2 separate regions of the Hordeum vulgare genome follow, and region 1 is linked to region 2. Evidence: chromatin contacts called from public Hi-C data. All regions are on one chromosome and are shown on one strand. Each heading gives the region's core, a stretch centred on a gene start, on an enhancer-like site or on the middle of the called end of the contact. The rest is flanking DNA. Distances are from core to core; before and after follow the strand shown.

The links. Hi-C and Micro-C count contacts between places; a contact is called where the count stands out from the background.
Region 1: a Hi-C map of seedling shows a contact between it and region 2, with 2.0 times the contacts expected there. The contact joins the promoter of LOC123443831 here to the enhancer-like site in region 2. A contact is called at or near these places in 2 of 6 Hi-C or Micro-C datasets (leaf and seedling).

The regions. Positions count from the first base shown.
Region 1 is chr1H:445,903,617-445,906,316 of MorexV3_pseudomolecules_assembly, forward strand. LOC123443831 (SOSS complex subunit B homolog) reads left to right here and starts at 1,299. Exons shown (of 4, transcript XM_045120361.1): 1 at 1,299-2,700. The coding sequence starts at 2,583.
Region 2 is chr1H:445,864,126-445,866,825 of MorexV3_pseudomolecules_assembly, forward strand. No RefSeq gene overlaps it. Among protein-coding and RNA genes, the nearest start is that of LOC123443806, 6.0 kb to the left of the region's middle. Within about 2 kb of position 1,281, at least 3 of the 3 cell types and tissues checked have open chromatin away from gene starts, as enhancers often do. A contact at or near this core is called in leaf and seedling, where this site is marked.

The DNA.
Region 1 (2,700 bases), core at 49-2,548, 40 kb after region 2:
TCTCCTCACTGGATTTGATGACGTAGCAGTAGGGGCGGAGCTACACGGTGACCGCTGGTATTTTGGGTCAGCTTATACCCCTAATTTCTAACTGGGCCAGCAAAAAAAAAATAGGCCCAATAACACTTACCGATTGATCCATCAACTGCAGCCACACCCACACCCTGGTTTTGTCCCCATCGAGCAGAACAGCCGCCTCGTCCCGACGCCCTCGCAACACGCACAAGACAGCATCCCAGTTGGCAGCCGCCGTTCCTCGCCTCGCCGGTTGCCGGCCGGAGCCGAGCCCGCCTCTCCCTCTGGCCCGACGCGTGCCTGGCCCTCGGCTCCACATCCACTGCTGCAGCCGCTCCCCCACGCCCCTGCCCTGCCCGGCTGCGCCCCTGACCCTGTCGCCTCTGCTTCCGCCCTTCGTCCCTTCGCCCTCCCTGCAAAGCCGACGGCCGTTGCTGCCGCTTAGTAACCACTGTCCGTCGGCAGCAAGTGTGCAAATCTATTTAAGGTACAGAAAACCCCCAATTTTTGTTTTAGGGTTTGCTTTTTTTGCACTATGATATCCAGTACATGAACTGATGAACACATACTCCCATAAGACCTTTTAGAGATTGCACTATAAACTACATACGGATGTATATAGGCATATTTTAGAGTGTACATTCATTCATTTTGTTCCGTATGTAGTCTCCTAGTGAAATCTTTAAAAGGTCTTATATTTTGGAACGGAGGGAGTATGTATTATGGTCCATGTAGTATGTATTTTGTACGCTTCTTTATGCAAAACTTGGTCTTAATTGGGAATTCTAGTTTGTTTTTAAGACCATATTGATCTATTTCTATGGGATATTGATAACTAGTTAGAACGTGCACATGTTATATTACTTGAAAAATATATTTTTTTTTGGGGGGGGGGGACCACCCTGATGTTAAATGCTAGCTCCGCCACTGCGTAGCAGTTAGTATCTGGTTCTGAAGAACATCACACAGATGATAGGAAACAGATGTGGGATAGGGTATCCTAGGTCTGCTGCTGACAGTTCTTCATTAGCTTTTGATTATGAACCGATGCATGGATTGTATTGAAGGTGCAGGGTTGAAGCTGCTTGTAACTTAGCCAGAATAGTACTTGATTTGGTATTGCATATTTTGAACTTAGTTTGGTGAGCCATATTTTGGAGCTTAGTGGTACATACAGAAACAAGTGGCTGCAGCCTGTCATTATTTGCTGCTGTATGATTCTTCAGATTATATATAGTTCTTTCAGAGAGAATTTCAGATTATATATTACTGTTATAGTGTTTGTAGGCTTTGATGCTTGGTTTAATTAAATATTCAAGTCTATATTCCCATGAGAACATTAGCACCCACATTACACACTAGCACCCACCGAGAATGTTATGTTTCTTTATGTTCTATAGTACAGGAACTAGAAGGAGCTTCCACCTTTGTATTAGACTGACTGAATTTGGCATCTAGCTGAGAACAGAATGTTGGCTGCACCATTCTTATTATAGCTAAACTGTTCAGTGATGTCTAAAGAATGTTATCTTCTGATAATTAATTAAACATGTTCTGCTAATGCCTATCCTCTCACTCATTGCACTAATCTGTCATGTAGATTTCTAACAGGATTTCTAGCAATCTTTGATTCATCTGTTCAAATTCGAGGAGAACTGTCTTTTTTATAGAAGTACAGACATGTCCTACTCCTTTCATTGACATTGATTTATCTGTTCAAATTTGATGAGAAATTTACAACACATTTGTACTTTTATTATTAACACAAAAATTCTCTGGTTAGAATTGTCCTACCAGGAAAAGAAAAGAAATTAGCATTCAATTGTCTGGGTAAGATGCTTTAATTGCCTGCTGCAAGATAGTTCTGTTGGATATGGTAGGTCAATGAAACTGGTTTTACAATTTTGGAAGCATGATTTTCAAGTTCCGTTTTTTTCTTTCCAAGTCCAACGGCTTCTGTAGAAGTAGATTGAGCTACCTTTAGTCTATGCACTTGATCTACAAAGCTAAGTAGGTGAGTTGGCGGTGGTGGATGAAATTGCGTACAGATGGAGCAGGGGGGAGGAGCCGTGTCTCGGGCTAGAGTATGGGGGTGGAAGAGTGATGTGGTTTGTCTGATGGACCCGACAAGATCGGGCAAAAGGAGTTCCGATCCTGCCGTAGTCAACACAATTGGATCGCACCAAGGTAAACATAAAGCAGGAGCAGAGGTGTTAGTGGGGAGAAATGGTGAGGAGTGAGGGTTAACTCAGGCGGCGGTGGAAGGGCAAGCCCGCGTCATCGCGATGACGCAAAAGGGGCAAGATCGCCGCACTTTTCTTCTTCTCATCTTTCTCATGCGTTTGGTTTTGTTGCCTGGATGCTGGTCTAGAGATTTTCCTCGGACGACCACAAGGTGTTCGTTCAATTGCCCGGTACAGGACGGACCCTACTTCGCATGAACGCTGAGCATGGACTAGATGCAGTGAAGTTCGGCTTTTGTAATGCAAATGTAGCTAGTTCATGTGCACTTACTCTGGTTATTGACAATTCTGTTGCAGGCCGAAGAAACTGTAGGTGGCGGGAGGATGGACGTGAAACTCAAGGACCTCGTCCCGGCAGCGACCAACACCGTGAACACGACGTTCATTGTGGTTGACAAGGCGGCCCGCCCGACCCATGCAAACGCGCATGGCAGGGAGGAGA
Region 2 (2,700 bases), core at 31-2,530:
TGATACAAGCAGTAATAATTTTGCTTCTATCGTATTATGTACCCAGTACTCACGCGGAACTACTGCGATGCATATAGCATGGTTGCTTGGCTCTACTCATACTAATTTTGTTGCATATATTTCGTTTTCACAAACATCAAGTTGAAACCTTACTGAAGGACCTTTCCAAAAATAAGCCTTACTGAAGGTTGTGTCCAATTCAGTGTGTTCATTAACATCGCAAGTACCTTCTGTTGTTGTCTTAATACATTAACATAAAATTAAGGCAATGATGCAGTATAAGGAAGATAATCACTCAAGTTCACTTGTGTGCTCTAGCTTTCTGCTTCCCTCTATTGCTGAATTTTGACCATCAACTGCATACAAAAGAGCAGTGTCATGTGGCAGTTCGACATGCCACTTACGGAACGCTGCGACAACGACCTGGCACACTCTTGTAAGTGGACTCCCACCAGGTTTCTGAAATCTATACATATCTGAAGCTGAAAGAAGCTTGCAATAGGCAATGCCATAAATACAGTAGGAATGGCAAATCCTAGTCCCCAACCCGAGTTATCTTGTATCCAAACAATAACAGTGCTGATATGAATGAACCGATATTTATGCAGAAATAGAACCAGTTGAAGAAGGAACCCTGCTTTACTCTCTCTGTCGGATCACTATCATCAAACTGATCAGCCCCAAAGGATGACACACATGGTTTAATACCTCCAGTCCCTAGGGCAATCATATAGAGCAGCTCCCCCGTCCGCTCGCAGTAGGACCTGCATCGCCGCCTCGGGTCGTCGCCTTGCAACCTCGCCTGCTCCACTGCCGTCGTCAGGAGATGCCGCTGTCGCCGTCGCCGCATTCTCATCCGACCAGATGTGACGAGGGGAGAGGATGCATGAGGAGGAGAGATAGGGGTGGCGGGGTGGTGGCGGCAGCGGATGGAGAGGATGAATGGGGAAGGAGAGGTGGCGAGGAGGAACGGCTAGGGCTGGTCGGGAGGACGAGGGATTGATGGGGAGGAGGACGAGGGATTGGTGGGGAGGAGGCGAGCTGGCGGTGCGCGCGGCAGCCCTACGGCGGGCGGTGAGGCCGTGCGGGTCCTGCGCTGCGTCGGCGAGCGGATCCGGGCCGGGATCCCCGGGTCGGAGAGGCAGATGAGAGGAGAGGAGGAAGGGTGGGAGAGGAGAGGAGGGAAGTGAGCGTGGCGGCGGACGAGGGATGGCGGGAGGAGGGAGGTGGTGGGGTGCTGTGGATTGGGGGCTGGCTTTTATACGCCTAGGCATGAAATGACAGAAATGCCCCCGACAGGGCACGAAATTTACGTGCGGTGGCAAGCCGGTGGCAAGCACTATTCATAGCGCTATACAGGGCGACGTGGATGGCTTTGTTCTGGCTAGGAACCAGCGTCTTTTGTAAGAGAAATTAGAGTGTTTTGGATCCTATCTTGCAAGTTGTGTGCATCTATAATGTGTCATGATCTGCATACTTCAAGGTGATAATAATTGGGATTCTTTTCGGTGATTGTCGTGATTTGAGGAGTTCATGTATTCAGTATGTGTTAATGCTTTGTTCAGGTTGTCTATTAAAAGAAAGTCTTAATATGCCTTAGCATCCCTATGGACCCTGCTGTCATGGGAGGGTAGGACAAAAGATGTCATGCAAGGTCTTATTATAAGCATGTATGACTATATATGAAATACATGTCTACATTACATTGATGAATTGGAGCAGTTCTGTGCGCTCTAGCATGTAACTATTACATGGTGAATGTTATCCAATCAATATGCTTATCCATCACTCATCCAAATGCCTACGCTTTTCATATATTGAATCTTTCTAAGTTAGTATTGTTGTTACTGTTGTTACAATCACTACAAAACTGCTATTGTTACTGTTACCGTTACTACTACTATTTTGTTCTGCTACTAAAACTCTTGTTGTAGAGGGATATCCCAGGTGTGGTTGAATTTACAACTCAACTACTAAAACAAATAAATATCATTTGGTTCTCCTTGTGTTGAATCATAAACTAGGGTGTAATACTACACATGGAGATTGTTGCGATCCCCTACTTGTGGGTTATTAGTAGCTATGGATGCCTGAGAGCACATGTAGAGGTGCCATGATCGGCTTTGCAACTGCCGTGGTCAAGGTGTTTGGACCTCGGTATGTGAGATAACCAACTGTGAGAGACACTCTCGAAAGCAAGAGGGTGTCCAGGTTTCTTCGGATCTCTTGACGACATGCATTGAAAAAAGGAAGAATTGTGTGTAAGCTTCCCAAGGGCAATAGCAGGGTCATGTTAAGAAGCACATCATCGTTCTGGAAGCAGTTGCATCACATCATCTTTGGATTTGACACACTTTCTTTGGCATGCCCGGGTTTCATAATGACATCAATGTGCTGCAGTGATCACCATATTTTGTTAGGCCGATCGAAGAAAAACTCCTCCTTGCCACTATATTGTCAATAGACATGAGTACAACATGGGTACTATCTGATTGATGGTATCTATACTCCATGGGTTACCTTTGTCAACACCATATTTAACCCAGTTGACAAGAAAAAGTCTCACTTTGTCCAAATACAAAAGCAGATAGTGAGGATGGTGAGAGAGCATTTGGAGTTCCGCGGGCATATTTTGCGGTTGTTCGTGGAGCTGTTAAACAATGTGATCCACATACCTTATAGGAAGTGACGACCTATTAT